3 separate regions of the Sus scrofa genome follow, and regions 1 and 2 are each linked to region 3. The links are chromatin contacts, called in public HiChIP or PLAC-seq maps. All regions are on one chromosome and are shown on one strand. Each heading gives the region's core, a stretch centred on a gene start, on an enhancer-like site or on the middle of the called end of the contact. The rest is flanking DNA. Distances are from core to core; before and after follow the strand shown.

Evidence for each region. HiChIP or PLAC-seq counts read pairs in DNA pulled down with a chosen protein or histone mark.
Region 1: an H3K27ac HiChIP or PLAC-seq map of alveolar macrophages shows a contact between it and region 3. The contact joins the promoter of ISYNA1 here to the enhancer-like site in region 3. A contact is called at or near these places in 8 of 47 Hi-C or Micro-C datasets (alveolar macrophages, embryonic fibroblasts, fetal heart ventricle and 5 more) and 2 of 2 datasets of contacts at active chromatin or transcription factors (alveolar macrophages and skeletal muscle).
Region 2: a contact with region 3 is called in an H3K27ac HiChIP or PLAC-seq map of alveolar macrophages. The contact joins two enhancer-like sites. A contact is called at or near these places in 1 of 47 Hi-C or Micro-C datasets (embryonic fibroblasts) and 1 of 2 datasets of contacts at active chromatin or transcription factors (alveolar macrophages).

Annotation. Positions count from the first base shown.
Region 1 is chr2:59,362,163-59,364,970 of Sscrofa11.1, reverse strand. It overlaps ISYNA1 (a long non-coding RNA gene), which reads right to left and starts at 1,299. Exons shown (of 11, transcript XR_002341592.1): 1 at 1,152-1,299; 2 at 917-1,045; 3 at 609-770; 4 at 125-257; 5 at 1-32.
Region 2 is chr2:59,301,029-59,303,728 of Sscrofa11.1, reverse strand. All of the region lies in intron 2 of ELL (RNA polymerase II elongation factor ELL), which reads right to left. Among named protein-coding and RNA genes, the nearest start is that of ELL, 25 kb to the right of the region's middle. Within about 2 kb of position 1,263, at least 24 of the 83 cell types and tissues checked have an H3K27ac peak or open chromatin away from gene starts, as enhancers often do. A contact at or near this core is called in alveolar macrophages, where this site is marked.
Region 3 is chr2:58,993,529-58,996,228 of Sscrofa11.1, reverse strand. It overlaps UPF1 (regulator of nonsense transcripts 1), which reads left to right. Exons shown (of 24, transcript XM_021083471.1): 4 at 2,428-2,595. Among named protein-coding and RNA genes, the nearest start is that of UPF1, 19 kb to the left of the region's middle. Within about 2 kb of position 1,273, at least 6 of the 83 cell types and tissues checked have an H3K27ac peak or open chromatin away from gene starts, as enhancers often do. A contact at or near this core is called in alveolar macrophages and retroperitoneal adipose tissue, where this site is marked.

The DNA of each region.
Region 1 (2,808 bases), core at 50-2,549, 370 kb before region 3:
CTCCGCCAGGTTCAGCGACGATATGTCCCAGCCTGGGGGGGCGGGGACCCTCAAGCTCGGCGGGGATCCTGGACCCCCACAGGCCCGGCCTCCCACCCCACCCCTGGCCCAGGGCCCCGCCCACCGTCGAAAACGAGATCGTCGGGTGCCACCATGGGCAGCAGCGCGCTGAAGGGCACGAACACCTCCTGGCCCTCGGCGTCCAGGCCTAGGCTAACGGTGCCAGCCTGTGTCAGCGAGCCGTAGTAGTTGGCCTCCTGGGGAGCGGCAGACAGGGCAGAGAGATGGGTGGGCGTGGCGTGGGGAGGCCCAAGAGTCGGCACACTCAAGCTCCGCCCTACTTTCGGGCGCCTCAGCTCTGCTCCAAGTCAAGGCAAGAGCTGCTTCCCCTCCGGAGGTCCCAACCCGAAGTCCTCCCTACCTTGGGCTCCGCCCCCACAAGACCCCCTGAGGAGTGCCCGCCCCGCCCCGTGGAAGCCCCGCCCCGGGGTCCGCCCGCAGCGAGGAACCCCGCCCCCTTAAGACCCACTCCTCCGTAGAGCCCCTCCCCCTCTGCGTGGATTCCAGCGGAGCCCTGGGTTCTACCAGGCGCCGCCCGACTCCCCCACCTTGCGGCCGGTGCGCGTAGGCCAGGACAGGCGCAGTCGGTTGGCCAGCACGGCAGCGGTCAGCGTGGAGCCGTTGTTCCCGCCCCAGCCGACGAGCATGACCCCCAGCCGGGGCACCTGCCGGGCGGTCCGGAAAGTGAAGCGCGTGGACGTGGGATGCACCTGGGGACAGGCGGTGCGGTGAGTCGGGGACCACAGGCCCCTCCCCCCTCATCGCAGGGCGGAGATCGCAGACGTTGGGCAATTCCCGCTTGGTCTCGGCTCCCTGGTTCCCCCTAGCCTCACGGCCAGCCCGGTCCCTCGCCTACTTTGAGGACGCCAGCCTCGCGGCTGACGCACGTCGTCCTGTACTCGTACTTCGCCTCGATAGCCTCGGGGCTGTAGACCACGTCGGGGCTCTCCACCACGAACTCGGTTGCGGCCTCCATCGTGGTGAGCTGGGGGCGCGGGGTGGGCAGGAAGTCAGCGGGGACCCGAGAGTTGGCTGGGCCAAGCCGACTTCGGTCCCTGGGGAGTCTGCACCCCTCCCGGGGCCGCACTTACCGGCGCAGAGTCGGCTGGAACTGCAGCGGACGGCTAGGGCTCGGGGCGCGCGAACTCGAGAGAAAAGAGCGGTGGCTCCACCCCGCTCCGCCCCCTCGCTCCGCCCACGCCGCGGAGGAGGGGCGCTCGCGGCCTGGACGGTGCACACAGGCCTTGGATTCGGGTTCGAGGCCCTTCTGCCCCGAGCCCCCGTGTTAATCTGGTCCCCTAAACTGTCCTGCGCGGCCGGACAATCATATGGGCCGCAGACCCCCGGCCCGAGCTCGGCGCGCGTGATTCACTTCGCATCGCGGGTTGAGCCGGCGGCAGCTTCCCCTCATATTACAAAAGAGAATCATATGGATGTAAGTGAGCGCAGGCCCCAGCCACAAGGCAGGAGGTGGAGCCAGGCAAGGAGGCTGGGCCTCTGCGGGGTTATCTGGAGAAACCGAGGCACGAGACACTAAACCGGGATTAAGACTTCGAAGCCAGACGCTCCTCCAGCCCAGGCTGCCTCCTCCCCCTACCCCTTCCAGAACAGCAGCACCCTCCAGATATCAACCCCCCACCCCCACCCCCGCCACAGGGTTCACGTGGATGGGGTGGTGGCTGCGAGTCCTCAGTTTCCCCACCTGTAGCAGGAGGGCTTGATTGGGCCAGGCTGGAGTGGGGGCGGGGGAGAGACTGTTGGCGAGAGGAGGGGAGGGGAGAGGAGGGGAGGGGATGGGATGGGCAGAGCAGAGGCGGCCCGCTGGGGAGGAGCTAGGCCAGCACAGCACTAAGCCCCCCTAAGAGCACAGCGATAAAGGAGCGTGGGAACCCGGCAGGCGGGCGGGGGCGGCTCCCCCAGGAACTTTCCAAAACAAGCGGCCTCCTCCGGCTGGAAAGTTTCCACCACTGGAGCTGACCCAAAAGGTGGATAGTTGGGAACATTTGCAGGAAACTTGGTCAGGGCCTGGCCTTGGAAGGTGGGGGTTCTAAAACCGGTCCAGGTTTTGCCCTCCAGGGGCTCCAGTGAGGGGGAGTCAGAAGTGGACTGGGTCACTCCCAGCCAGAGGGACCTAACAGGCAGCGCTGGGCAGGGCAGACTGCCTGGAGGATGTGGCGCGGTGAGGGATCTTGAGATCTGAAGACATCAAAAATGTGAAGGACTGCCCAGGCAAAAACCTGGGGGCGTGGTTTCAGGGGCAGATGAAAAGGGACTGAGCGCAAGGGGGAAGGAGGCAGTCTGGGGACCAGGGTAGACCTTCAGGGCTGGGGACAGGAAAGACAGTATAATAAATATTTGGGTTTTGTCCCCCTGTTCCTGGCTGGAGATTGAGTTCAGTTGCCAATGGCCGGTGATTTATTCAATCATACCTACAATCCATTAGGTTCCATTACCTCTGTAACAACCCTTAACAGTGAGGTTCTGGTGAACCCATGGAGGTTCTGGGAGAAGTTGTGGCAGCCCCGCGCCATTCCCCACACCCTGCCCTCTGCATTTACTTCAAGTGCTTCCCTGAGCACCTCGGGCCATTCTAGCAAATCACTAAACCTCTGAGGGGGCTGAAAGGGATGGATTTACAGAGGGTTGTTTGGTCAGACATATGAGTGGCCAGGGACTTGAGGCTGGCATCTGAAGTGAGGGCTGAGTCCCTCAACCTGTGGGGCCAGATGCCTGACATGGGAATGGAAC
Region 2 (2,700 bases), core at 14-2,513, 310 kb before region 3:
GTGGGTCGCAGATGCAGTTTGGATCTGGCATTGCTGTGGCTCTGGTGTAGGCCAGCAGCTGCAGCTCCGATTAGACCCCTAGCCAGGGAATCTCTATATGCTGTGGGTGTGGCCCTTAAAAAAAAAAAAAAGTTATTACAAGGGTAATCTCTGTAGAAGAGAAAGTGAGGCTTCCCTCAGCGACAGGAGAAGCACACTGACCTCTCTCATTGTGACCATAATAACAAGTCTTCTAAGCGAGCAAACATCACCCTAACATGAAACACCTAGAAGGAAAGCTCAAGTCTCCCGCCTTCCTAATCATCAACAGAATCATTTTATCTCTGGCCCAAAATCTGACTTAGGGAACAGCTTATGAACTGCGCCATCACAGCAGTAGAAACTGGCGGGACTCCAGGTCAGCCGCCTAAGTGGAAGGAGGACCAGAAGGTCTATTTAGGAAAGGCAAACGGAGTGGACACTGACAGGCGCGTGTATCGACAGTGAGAGCCACAGTCCAATCCAAACTCTTTCTGGCCTTCTGGCTAGGACCCTAGAATCAACCAGGGTAAGAGATCAGGTTAACTTTGGAAGCCCTTGGCTGGTCCAGCCTCTCATCACTACTACGCTGTGCTGCCCCAGGGCCTGGGTTAAGGAGAACAAGAGAAAAGCAACATGAAACTCACAGACATACACAGGAATGACAAGGCAAAACTCCCCAGGTCCAAGTCCCCTCCTCCATACTACGTCAAGCCATTCGAACCCAACCCAGAGCTGGGGGGAACGGCTGGGCCTTGCTTGAAAGCCAAGGCAGCACCTGACAGTGTCCCATCCATCCTTTCCTCACAGAAGCTGAAGCAGTGCACTTGCCCGGCTTCCACATCAATCAGCCACTCTCGGCAGAGACAGAGAACCAAGGGCTTAACAACAGGAATGACACACTGGGGCCATCAGCAGCTGCTGGGAATTGAAAGTAAAACCTCTGTCTCAGGGGCCAGAACTGAGCTCAGAAGATTCACTTCCACTTCAGGATCTGCCATTTAAAAGCTGTGTGACTGGAGTTCTCTTGCGGTGCAGCAGGTTAAGAATACAATATTGTCACTGCAGCAGCCCAGATTGCTCAGATGGTGTGGGTTCAATCCCTGGCCCAGGAACTTCCACATGCTATGGGTGCAGCCAAAAAAAAAAAAAAAAAAAAAAATTAAGAGCTGTGTGACCTAAGTAAGACACTTAAACTCTCTGGCTTGGTCACACAGGGCTGGCAAAAACTCACTAGGTTGCTAAAACAATGAACAGAACAGCACAAACCGGCTCTGCCACACACATGACCTCCAGCTCCTACCTCTAAGTTACCAAACGCTGGAAAATAAAGCATTGCAACACCCTTTTAAAAATGAAACAAAACAAAACAAAAAAACCCTGACACAGGAGGAATCAAGGCCAAGAGGCCTCCAAGCACTTTCAGGGTGAGGGAGACCACTCTCTAACTAGCTATGTAGCCTTGGGTTGCATATTTTATGCCTGAGCTGCTCAGTTTTCTTATCTGTGAAATGGGAATGCCTTTGTTCCTGCCTTTTAAGGCAGTGAGGTTATACCCTCAACCCCATCAGCACTGCTGGGGTAGCCAGGGCCATATGATCTCACTGAACCTGCTTTCCCACCAGGGTAACAACTGGCCTTAGGGAAATGGGGCTGGGGGTAAAGGATGCCTGGGGACTCTGGGCACACCGGGAGGCCCCATCAAGGACTACTGACAGAAAAGACCTAGACAAAGGGAGGACCCATGCCCCCTCAAATCAAGGGAAACATCAAAGCCACAGAACCTTTCCCTAAACTGTATCAATGACCTCAAATAATATTCAGCCAAGTGATAACAAGTCAATAATAACAGTAAGTGCTCATCTAAGTAAAACATAGCTACTGGCCATGCTCATTTTGCCACACGTGTCACGTATGTAGAGGGTATTGCTATAAACACCCTGGTGCACATTTGGCATCTGACTAAAACCCTTTAGACGATGTTCGCCAAGCACTCATCACAGACGTCTGTCGAGGATTCCTTTAACAGCTGCCCCATCAACCCTCTGGTCATGACATTTGAAATCTTGTATGCCAAAGCTAATCTTCCCCAAGTAGGACCTGTCAGCAGATTCCACTTCGAGGAATTGACTCTGACAAAGGTGGAAACAGGAACTCTCTTTGCAGGCTGGAGGGATGATGGAGGAACTGTGGCTTCCTTCAAGGAAGCAGCTGTGTGTTGGGGCTGATGGACAGCGCATCCTCGTCCCAGCAAAAGCCAGCATGGCGCAGGGGCCCAGATCTCTCAGTGAGCCCTCACTCTGCCCCAGAAACAGGCAGCACCCTGAGTGACCACACTGCTTCCTGAAGTCACCGTGAGCTCAAACGCTATATGTATATGGAATAACTCTGGGAACCAACAGGCCCCATACAGAATGTAGTATTTTCCAATCCACAAGCATGGTTTTTCCACTACTATGTCACTGAGGTAAAGGGAAGCAAACCCGAGACCCTGGAAAATAGCCTAACAACACAGTCTAAGTGCTTCAAAGTCATTGGTCAGCTGGGTCCATGGTCACACTCAAAAGAAAGTGACAAATGGCCAGCTGGTTGCCAACTTCACACGTTTAACTCCCCAGAGCAGGGCTTATGAGTAAGCATCACTCAAGAGACAGCCAGAACAACTTTGAGCTGCCAACTCAG
Region 3 (2,700 bases), core at 24-2,523:
TCTGTGACCGGTTTAACTTGAAACAGATGGTGGTGTGTGAATGCTTTAATGTATTTACCCTTGATTTATTCTCTGCGGTTCTTTTTATTATGCAAGTAGGGTTGGCTTAATTCTCGTTCCCAGTTTTTATTTATATTTTTCTGCAAGATGAGCTCCTGGCATGCCTATTCATCTTCATTACTGGGTGCCTGGGGAGGATGTTCCCAAGACACTAATGGGCATCCATGGGAGCCGCTTCCTGAGGAGGCTCCCTCTGGCCTTAGCTCATCGGAGCAGTCCTGAGGCTAATATGGGCCAGATCCTGAATCATCAGATTAAATTAAGTTCACTTGACCGTTGACTCTGGGCTTCCCTTCCTGCTGTTGATCAGCAGCAGCTGTGACTGGGTCCCTTGTTTTGTGTTTGGGGTGAGACCAGCATTGTGCGGGTACTCGGACTCCAGGGGAGAGTCCGTTTGTCTAAGCTCAAGTGGGACTCCTCAGCCCCCACTGCTGACATGGGTCTGGCCCTAGTGGCTCCTTCAGGGTTGCCATGATATGCAGCGACTCATTCCATTGCCGTAGAGAAGCAAAGCAGAATATCTTTGGGACAAGGCTCCAAATTGCCAGCAAGAGTCATCTTTGGAGTTCCCGTCGTGTCTCAGCAGTAATGAACCTGACTAGTATCCATGAGGATGAGGGTTTGATTCCTGGACTCAGTCAGTCAGTTAAGGATCTGGCATTGTCATGAGCTGTGCTTTATGTCACAGACACAGTTTGGATCCCGAGTTGCTGTGGCATAGGCTGGTAGCTGCAGCTTCAATTCAACCCCTAGCTTGGGAACCTCCATATGCCTCGGGGAAAGGGAAGGTGTCACCTTCCTCTGAGGTTCGTGTTTTAGAGAAATAAAGTGACCGAATTCATAGGCAGGTTTATTTGTACAGAGCCCCTACTCTTCCTGTGCTTTGGCAGCTGTGGACCAGGGTTCACCATCATGTGGCCTGAGGACACAGGATAGTCAGATCTTGTGCCACCTTGGAGTTAGTGGTGGGGTTCTGAGTGAAGCAAGAAAGGGGGCTGGTTTTCTTTAGAGATTGGAAAGGAAGAGCATCTTCACAGTAATCAGAAGAGACTGGCATCCTGTCTTCTGAATGTTCTGGGTAATGTAAGTGTGACTCTGTTTGCGTTAGTTCCTCTTCTGCAGGAAAAGCAATTAAATAAAACTTGTCTTAGCTGGCAACCCCAGCTTCCGGTCAGCAGAGCCAAAATCAAGGAAGTGAGCAAGGGGCCTCTAAGGGAAAACCCTCAGTCAACCAGTATTGTGTATTCTGTGCAAGGTCAGATTGTGAGGGTGAAGGGGTAGCCACTCGTCCTCAGGAAGCTTCCAGTGTAATGGGGTGAGGTGAGCATAGAAAAACAGGAGAAAATCACTGATTCTGGTAGAATGCCAGTGGTGGTGGCTCCAGAGGGAATTGGGGGGCTTTGGAGGTACTGAGAGCAGTGATGATTAGTTAGATAATCTGACAGTCTTCCTGGGGCCAAAGAGGGTTAGGATGTTGGCATCTGAGCCGTAGCTTGGAGGAGGGTTTCCCAAGGTGATGCAAAGGGAAGGCTGGAGGCCCCATAGGCATGCTTAGCATCTGACAAACCTGCAGCAAGGCCGCAGATGGCAGGGGTGGCTGGGAGAGCCTGAGGTGCCCCAGAGTGTGGCTGGCATGACGGCGGGTGGAATTCAGTGACTGGAGAACTCAGTAAGGCCCTGGCTTAGGTGAGCCATGAGCTGGAAATGAGAAGGATGGCAGAGCCCTGGCCACACGCAGCAAGGAAAGAGCCAAGGTGGCAGGGCTTTCAGACAGTTCAGAGCTGGCCCTGTGCTTCCGGAAAATAGTCCTGACCACCCCACATCCCCTGCCCCCACTCCATATTTTTTACTGTCCTCAGGTTTCTAATACATTTGGTTATCAGGTTTCCTGGCCTGCAGCAATGAGAAGGGATTTTGCTCCTGGAAGCAGGCACAGGGGCCATGAGAAGTGATTTTGAAAGGAGCAGCAGAGAAACTACAGGGAGCAAAGAGGAGCAGTGGGAGGGGCAAGCCTCCTGCCTCTCCAGGACAGCAGCCTTGGCCCCAGAGATAGATTCAGTCAGGCCTGATAAGTTGGATTTAAGAAAGCAGGAACTGGGGAGGGGTGAGAGCAGGGGAGAAGCAGGAACTATGTGAAACGTGTTAGGGAAGTTTTCCTTAAAAATGGTTTGAGTCGGATTGATTTTTATGCTCAGTGGGGAGCCAGTTCAGGGGCGGGCTGGTCCCCTGGGATGCCAGATGGATGAGGTGTGACCGTTCCTGTTAATGGACCGTGAACGGTACCGGAACTTTTAACGGGGCTCAAAAATTGGAAGTGGTGAAAAGCCAAACTTTGGGTGTTAACTATTTATCATTTCCTGGTTTCAGCCACATCGTAAATCACCTCGTGAGGGCAAAATGCAAAGAGGTGACTCTGCACAAGGATGGGCCCCTGGGGGAGACGGTTTTGGAGTGTTATAACTGTGGCTGCCGCAATGTCTTCCTCCTCGGCTTCATCCCTGCCAAGGCTGACTCAGTTGTGGTGCTGCTGTGCAGGTGAGGGTGGGGTCCCTTTTCAGCCCCAGTCGCCTTCCCAGAAGACTCGGCTACTCCATGGAGCTTTAAGATACTTTGAAATGGTTTCTGCTGACCGGCAAGGTG